Linked DNA regions of Triticum aestivum: region 2 is linked to region 1. Evidence: chromatin contacts called from public Hi-C data. All regions are on one chromosome and are shown on one strand. The core of a region is the stretch at or near the end of the contact, and the rest is flanking DNA. Distances in the headings are between cores, read along the strand shown.

Region 1 (4,610 bases), core at 807-3,306:
CGGGGTCGGGGCGAGCTGCTGGGCGGCGAGGACGCGAGCGGGCCGAGGCGGGGCGAGCTGCAGGGCGAGGCGGCGTGGGAGCTTGGGGCGGCGGTGCGGAGCTCGCCCACCAAGTGTTCGACAGAATGCCGCCGCGCACAGGCCGACCCATTCGAAAAAGCGGACACGGACAGGCGGACGGGCGACCCAAACAGATAAAATGCAGACAAAATCGATGTCCGTGTAGGTCGGCTCGTTAGAGTTGCTCTTAGGGCCTACGATAATTAAGCTCAGGTGCGCGCCCTGTGTGTGTGTGTGACGAGATGAAGGCAGAGGAGCTGTCGGCGTCGTGCGATCGGATCCAGCGGCCAGCGCGGCGCCTTCACCAACCACTGGCTGGCTGGATGGATATGCATGCCACCATTCTGCTTAACTGATCTACTCCTACAATATATATTTCTTTTATTTTCCTTTCTTTCAACGAAAGCTAAATCTATGTAGAGTAAGTTGATTTAAATTAGTGCGGGGTGGTTGGCATTTGACAATTTGACAACGGCCGCACGGGGATGCTTGAAAACCTGGCATGAGATTCCGTGTTCCCACACAAGCGGCTCGCTTTTCTTTCTTTCTTTCCGGCCACGGCCAGAGAGGTCGGTCAGTGCGCATCATGAGAGAGCGAACGGACGGACAGACAGACAGACAGACGTACTATGGGACTTTGGCGTCAGCTGCGATCACACGTTGGTTGGCCATCAATTCGGGGGTGGATCTACCTCCCCGCGATGGCCATGGCCCATGAGCCTGGTTTCTCATGGAAACGCGGGACAAGAGCGGCGGAGAGACGCGTCTCGCCACAGTTTTTGGCGTCAAGCCGAACGCGTCAAAAACCAACGGAATCCGCCAGACCACGTTGATTCGGTGGCGTGGAAGAAATGCGATGGCATGCCAGCTGGGTAGGAGTAGATGGATGGAGGTCACGATTTGGCCGGCAAAACTTTCACACGGTATGGTGGGGAAGGCGAAAACAACGTACACATTGGACTGCGTTCGTGTTTTTTCACCTGATGGCAGGCCACGCCATGGTTATGAGCTCGAACGACGGTCAAGAAAAATCAATCTTGTAGTAGTCTCTCACCAAAATATTAATCAAAGGGAAATGATTTTCAATTCAAAAGCCAGCGACTAACCATGATTTTCAATTCTTCCACCAACCTTGTTACTACTAGTAATCTTCAGTTCAAACGCGCCCTCTCCCTCCCCACAATCGATTCCCAATGCGGCTAAGCATATTGGAGATAGATTACGCATTCCGACAAGACATTCGGTGGATTCATCTACTCGTAGTAGTAGTAGGAAATTCCCTCGAAAAAAACAGTACTCGTAGGAGTATTTAAATTACTAGCACTTGGTTAATCTAATTAATTTCTACTTTGCCTGAAGTGACGAGGGGAGAGGGGAGGGGAACGCGGGGGGAAGAGGCACTCACAGATGAAGTCGAGGACGACGCGGCCGTCGGAGAGCCGCCCGGTGGGGTGGTGGAAGAAGGCGCGCCCCTCCGGCGCCGCGATGCGGATCCCCATTATCGCCGCCACCCCGCCCGTGTCCGAGTTGGAGTCGCCGAAGTTGAACACCACCACCTCCTTGGGCTTCGTCACCACCTTGGCCGCCGCCTTCGCGGGCGCCGGCGCCGTCCCCTTGATCTTCCGGTGCTCGCCCGCCCCGGACCCGGCCCCGGCGGGCGCCGCGGCGGTGGCGAGCGCGGAGGTGGTGGAGAGGGCCGCGCCGCTGCTGGCGGCCGGCATGTAGCGGAGCGTCGCGAACAGGACGGCCCCGGCCACCGCGCCCAGCACGCAGTAGTACTGCAGCCGCAGCAGGCTCATGTTCTTCATCAGCCCGCCGCCGGCGCCCCCTCCATTGCCTCCCCCGTTCGGCCCGCTCGCCATGGCTGGCCTTGTCTACCTAGCCACTGCCGCTGGCTGTCGGTCTTCTCCCTCCGTGCTCTCTGATGTGCGACTCTTGTCTGTCTCTCAGTCTGTGTCTGTGTGTGTTGTTTATATACAGTGTTATTTAGCGAGCTCCCAAATGCACACAACACAATGCTTCAAACGAAGAGAAAGCTCGAAATAATACCACAATGAACAAAACATGTGGAGGGGTTGGTGCGTGCCCCTGTTTACCTTTTGTTTTCGTGACTTTCATTTCTAGACGAACTAGCCAAAGTGTAAGCTAAAAAAACAGCAAAAATATCTGCCTATGCGCAGCTATGTTATTTGAGGCCTGCTTCGGTACATACACCCCCCCTCCGAAAAAGTAAAAAAAAAAGGGCAGTATGGTCTTCTTTTCTTTTAGCTGAACATTTTTTACATAAATGATAAGTACCACACGTGTGTCATGTAGTAAATTTACTGTGATGTCTTTAAAAAAAAATTGAACTTGTCATCCGAAAAGAAAGAGTGATATGTTTGACAACTAAAGTTGTCATTCTTACGTCACTAAACTTGCCATAAAAATCATTCAGAGTTGCAATGTGTTCGTGCCATACGTGTGGCACTTATGACGAAAAAAGGTTTCCCCGCTTTATATATAAAGCAAACATCACCGATTACAACCGAGGCACCAAACGGGCGTCCCGATACACTGTGCCACGTACCTACCGCATCATAGCCCACCCCTAGGGTCAGCGCTGCGCACGGCCTCCAGTATACTACAAAGACCAGAAACTACTTGCAACTCCTGGATAGAGGACAAGGGCAGTTAATAAGTCGAGAGGGTCAATTAAGGATCCCAATGTGTGGTAGTAGTTGATCTTAAATCACATACACAGAACTCAGTTCCTAAGGACGGTTCCAATGAAACAACCCACCATGTACTCCTACATGGCCTCTCATCGATACCTTTACCAAATCGTGTTCACACACTTAGCTCTCAACAGTAGGACATGTTCACACCATTCCAATCCATCCCAGATGAATCAGACCTGACACAACTCTAAGCATAGCAGGCATAATAAGCAAGCATGAATGAGTAGACACATCATAGATCAAACAAATACTAATCATGCTAGTGGGTTTCAACTATTTACTGTGGCAAAGACAGGTCATGCAGAGGAAAGGGGTTCAACTACCGCAGCATGTAACAGTTGACACGTTGTTGTCCTAATGCAGTAAAAGAGAGCAAGAGCGAGAGAATGGGATTGTATCGGAATGAACAAGGGGTTTTTGCTTGCCTGGCACATCTGAAGATAGTAGTTCTTGATCGGTGTCATCGATCTCATCGTCGGAACCACGTCTACTAAGAGGGGGCAAATACCGGCAACAGAGAAGGAACACAATCAATGCAATGCAACAATATGATGCATGATCATGACATGTCAATATGCTGTGGTTTGAGCTAATGCAACTAGCAACAATTTAAATGAAGTTGGTTTGAATCCAAGATTCAAATTCAAACTCCATATGTGGATATGCAAATGCCATTTATTTGGTTTGTCCTAAACAGAAGCCATAAGTTGTTCTAACATGCATGGAAATGGTACATAGGGATAGATTGGATTTTTTGATAAATTTTCATATATAAATTATTTCATTTGGAGTTATGGTTTAATTTCTATGAATTTTAGAAGTTTTAAACATTTTCTGAAATTTCCTGGATTATTTTTAATCCAGAAAATTGTTAACTGCGTCAGCATGACGTCGGTGTGACGTCAGTAGGTCAACAGACGCCGACCAGGTCAAACTGACCAGTGGGGCCCGTGTGTCAGTCTAACAGGGCTAATCTAATTAAGTTTAAACCTAAATAGATTAATTAGCCGGGCGGGCCCACACGCCAGTGACCTAGGGCGGTCAAACCCTGGTCAGACGAGGTCAAACCCACCGGCGACTTGACGCCGTCGAGGCCAGAGATGGCGGAGGGGCTCGGGATTGCTCCGATGGCGTCCAAATGGACGGCGAGGAGCGGCTACGGGGAGCTAGAGCTCGCCCGCGTCCAGTGCAGCAGGCAACAACAGCTAGGGCGGCCGAAGGCGACGGCGAGGAGCTCGACCGTGGTGGCCGGAGCTCTTGTGTGAGCGCGGCAGTGCTGCGGTGCGCGAGCAAGCGAGATGAGGCGCTAGCGGGGGCCTACGCGATGCGGTGAGTGGGTTGGACGCGCTGGGCGGACCATTTGGTCGCCGGAGTCGCGTCGGCGGTGAGCGCAGGTGGCGGCGGGTCTGGGCGTAGGCGGTCCGGTGGCTACGGCGGTCTACAAGGAAGAAGAGAGGGATGGCTGGGATCAGAGGCTCACGGCGAGTCGGACGAGCAGGTCGGCGAGCTTAGAGATGGTCCGGAGCAGTCGGGGCGGCGAGGGGGATCTCCGACGACCCGAGGAGGAAGAAGGGGTCGGGGACGGTGCTTCGAGGCGTCCGGCATTGCGTAGCTTGATACGTCTCCGTCGTATCTACTTTTCCAAACACTTTTGCCCTTATTTTGGACTCTAACTTGCATGATTTGAATGGAACTAACCCGGACTGACGCTGTTTTCAGCAGAATTGCCATGGTGTTATTTTTGTGCAGAAACAAAAGTTCTCAGAATGACCTGGAACTTCACAGAGATTATTTTTGGAAAATATGAAAAATACTGGCGAAAGAATCAAG
Region 2 (4,610 bases), core at 1,104-3,603, 240 kb after region 1:
GTGCAGCAGATGGGAGAACATCATAGTGGGGTATAGGAACTGGTTGGTGGCATACGATGTCAGCAGTCTTAGCAAGATACTCTCGGGATCTAGCAAACCTGCCATCAGCTATAGCACAATGTTCTGAAGGGTAAGGGCCACGGGGACGGGGAGAATGTGCAATCCCATAGTCAGGGACAACATAATACGAGTATGATGTGCCTTCAGCCTGTTGGCCCTGTCGAGGGACAAGTACATACCTAATCAAACACATTGGAGAACAATTGAATCAAGAACGAAATAGCATTCTGCACTTCTGCAGTACTAACCAAGTAGTGTAGATCTTGATCACCACATCTCCAAATTGCCTGGTGCTCATACAACTCAGCAGGCAGAGTAATTCCTGCAACCAAGAGAATAAAGTCAGGTGACACATTAAGTGATTAACTATGCAACTCAGCCAGCAAGACTTATCACTTAATTAAGAAGTCATCAAATATTACCAGTTGGACCATATGGAGTCGGATAGTAAGTTGCATTAGCAGGAAAGCAGAATTCCTCTCCAAATATGAGCTCAGAGTTTGCCTCAAGATCCATGGAATGCAGTCACTCTGAAAGACGGGCACTGGTGCGATCTACAACTGAAACATCTCACGATCAGTTCATCACCATAATTAGCAAAATGGCTTCTGAACATACAACGCAACCCATGCAACCAACAGTTCCAACATTCCGAATCAACTATGAGCATCGCTTGGTAATAAAAATTGACCTTTGAACAGTAGTTCTGATCCATCCGTTAAAAGTAAAACAGAACTTAGTTCATTAACTCCAAAACCTGCTAATGCTGCATCATCAAAACCATTGGGAAACAAGTGAAAAGCTATACCCGAACAAGCATAGGCACAACCCCCAAACAGCGCGATAGCAGAAATACAAGATCATGGTATTTGCAGCAAGCCCATTTAGTTAGCCATGTAACTACACAAAAACATGGAACAAAGTAACAAACACATGCATCGAACCAGCCAACCAGCAAAGCACACCAAACATTCAGCTAAGAATTGGTAATTGCAAAATTGACAGCCCCATTTGCCTATCCCTAACAACCACAGTAAAAAATTCCAATCCATCCATTAAAAGTAAAACAGAACACAAAACCATTGGGAAACAAGTGAAACGCTATACCCCAAACAAACATAAGGCAAAATCCCATCCCAAAACCCCCCCAAACAGTGCGATGACAGAAATACAAGATCGTGGTATTTGCAACAAGCCCATTTAGTTAGCCATGCAACTACACAAGCAATAGCAATAATTGTAACTGCCAACCCAGGACAATTCGAACATGTGTAACTCGCCAATCCGTGGCTAGCTAAACCACATGCTACCAATCTGAGCCTACTCAGAGCTAAACTCTTCACACCCCCATTTCCTCTATTCCTACAAACCCCAAGAACGAACGCATGCATCGAACCAGCCGACCAGCAAAGCACAGCACACCAAACATTCAGCTTTTTTTTTTGGGAGCAAAACCAAGCATTCAGCCATGACTTTGTTATTGCAAAATTGACAACCCAATTGGCCTATCCACCATAAGCCCAATAAAACAATGCCACGCGAGCGGCAAAAGGAGTCCCTTCATCACAAATGCACCTCCATTTCACCCCGACGGGCATACCGAACCAACAGAACCGGCCCAGGCTACGCTACGGCCACCCAAGCGAAGCACGAAACCCTAGATCGTTCGACACCGATCAGCGGGAACTCCCCAACCCCGGGGCACACGATCCGACCGCACCACCGCGAAACCAAACCCTCTCTACAGCACCGAATGCAGAAACCCCCAAAACCCCTGCCTCCAGCCAGCGAGCAGAAAACCGTACGGCAAAGCAGCGCGGACAAGGGGTTCGAGCCGGGCGAGAAAGCTCGCTCGCCGGCACCGAACCCCCGTCGCACATGATCGGAGCACGCCACCGCGGAACAAAACCCTCGCTGCGCCGTACGTACACCGTACCCCCGAAGCGGAAACGGACACGCCCAGCCCCAGCAAGCGAGCAGCACGCGGTACGGGTTCTACGAGAGAGCTCACCGGCACTGAGGCGGCGTGCACCCGCTGGTCGTCGTCGGCGGCGGCCGAGGCGGAAACCCTAGCGGGCGGGACGGAGGCGGGGGGCGGCGAGGAGGAGGAGGAGCGGAAGCGACAAGCGGGAAAAGGAAGCGTGGGAGGGGAAGAGGCCAGTGCGGTGCGGATGCGGCGGTGCTGTGCAAGTACGCTGGCAGGCGCCATCTGGCTTGTTTTGCTGTCACTGACATGTTGGCCCCCGCGTGGGACCGCGTTCGGAGCGGGAGAGAGGGGGCATGGCTGTAGAGGGACTGACGGCGGCCATTCTGTTTCCGACGGAGAGAACGGAGTTCTCCGTTTTGGTCCCGCTCACTGACATGTGGGCGCGTGCGTCCTCAGGGACCCAGATGGTGGTGGCGAACTGGCGATGCGAAAGCGAAGCGTTGGCTGTGATCTGTGGATGTCCTAGTCCGCTGACACGTGGGCGACAACAGATATAAAGACAAGTGATTTGGTTCTACATCCGGCTTAATTAGTCACTCGTATTTTGGGTCAAACTTTAATCTTTGATTTTACAAAAAAACACACGAAAATAGTAGTATTGGAAACCTTGTTTTGAATATGAATCCAACAATGTAAGTTTTCCGATATAAGACTTATATGATCAAAAATTAAAGAGAAAAGTATACTTTTCGCCCCTCAATTTTTGGCGGAGTCTAGATTTACTCTCTCAACTCCACAACCGGACAACTTGCACCCTTAACTACTGAAACCGGACAAGATTCATCCTTGTTCACGGTTTTGACCGGTTTTAGTGTTGTCCCACCTTGCCTTTGACCGTGCCGACTGAAATTCATGTACTTCTTCCAAGTCCGTGTAATGTTTTCAAATTCTGGTACTTTTCTCAAATATGTCAACTTTTTAAAAAAATTGTGTACTTTTTTTAAATCCACGTACTTTTTCCAAGTTCACGTACTTTTTTCAACTCCGCGTACTTTTTAAAAGTTCATGTAATTTTTTAAATGGACTTTCATATTCGCGTACATTTTTTGGAAAGAATTCATGAATTTGAAAAATTTATGCGAACTTGAAAAAAGTATGCGGATTTCAAACTCTTTTACGCAAATTTATGTGGATTTGAAAAAATATGTCCACTTGAAACAAGTACATGAGTTTCAGACAAAGTTCATCGATTGGAAAAGAGACACGGATTTGAAAGAAATGCCTGAACTTTAAAATGTATGCAGATTAGAAACAAATATGCGAATTTCAAAAATAATTCATGGATTTGATAAAATTACACGAACTTGGGAAAAATATACGGATTCCAAAAAAGTACGCATTTTTTTCAAAGGATGGATTTGAGAAAAGTAAGCAAATTTTAAATAGTTCACGGATTTGAAAAAAGTATATTTATTTTTGAGAAAATTATGCGACCTTGCAAAAACAACGCGGATTTGAAAAGAGTATGTGAATTTCAAAAAGTTCACGAATATGAAAAAAATACGTGAATTTGAGTCAGCACCGGTCAAAACCGGGGTGAGTCATTACCAAAACCGGTCAAAACCAAGACCGGGGATGAAACTTGTCCGTTTTCGGTAGTTGGGGATGCAAGTTGTCCGGATTTCAAGTTAAGGGACCAAATCTAGACTTCACGAAGAGTTGAGGGATGAAAAATATACTTTCCTCAAAATTAAATGAGCACGAAATACGAAGGGGACAAATAATCCCACACATCAAATCAAAGAACATAAACAAAAGACATGTATTGATGAAATTCATATCTTAAACTGGATATCTGAAACAAACAACATGAAATCCTAAGCAAGAGAAGTCTTGCTACCTCAAGACTAATATCTCGAACATATTAATACACAGGGCGTCTCCAACGCTGGCTGCTAAAACAGACACTGTATTCGTTCGTGGACGCGTACGGTCACTTTCACAAACAATGATACAAGAGTCGGCCATCCAACCATGTCTGCATACATTTCAAAGAGGATTTTTAACAACCCGGAAGAATTACATGCAAACCAGATGTTTTTTCATTTATACCATAGCACATTCATTAGATTTTCTACACATTTCAACTAAACTTTATCATTCTAGCCTAGTCTAAATGACCGTCAACCGCTACATGGCCCGTTTCCCACAACATGTCTTCCCCGTGCCCGGCAGAAAGCTCACCCAATGGTCGTGAGCCCCAGGAAGTGAAACTTCAGCGGAAGGGGGAGAACAATGACCTTCGCCTCCGCGAAGTTGCGGGCAGGCTCACAGGCTGTGAGGCCCGGCAAGACGGTGGAGTGGCCTTCCAACGACCCAAGTGGCAACGATCGTCCACGGGGTTCCTATACGGCGCGTAGGTCGCCCGCGGGAGCGCCTATACTGCGCGGTACGCGCCCGAAGCCACGGGAGCACGTACCCCGCGCGCCCTCATGGGCCGGCCCATGTGCGGGGCGGGGAGCCCCTTGTTTTTTAGCCTTTTTTCTGTTTTCAGCTTTATTTTGTTTTTAAAAATAATTAGTATTTCAGAAAAAGTTACAAATTGTCCAATTATTCGTGAATT

The links. A called contact is a pair of places that touch in the nucleus more often than the background predicts.
Region 2: a Hi-C map of leaf shows a contact between it and region 1, with 4 times the contacts expected there. The contact joins the promoter of LOC123180598 here to the promoter of LOC123180597 in region 1. A contact is called at or near these places in 3 of 5 Hi-C or Micro-C datasets (all in leaf).

The regions. Positions count from the first base shown.
Region 1 is chr1D:105,686,914-105,691,523 of IWGSC CS RefSeq v2.1, forward strand. It overlaps LOC123180597 (GDSL esterase/lipase At1g09390), which reads right to left and starts at 2,057. Exons shown (of 5, transcript XM_044592677.1): 1 at 1,466-2,057. The coding sequence starts at 1,922.
Region 2 is chr1D:105,930,903-105,935,512 of IWGSC CS RefSeq v2.1, forward strand. LOC123180598 reads right to left here and starts at 2,354. Exons shown (of 7, transcript XM_044592679.1): 1 at 2,072-2,354; 2 at 483-614; 3 at 309-382; 4 at 1-217. The coding sequence starts at 576.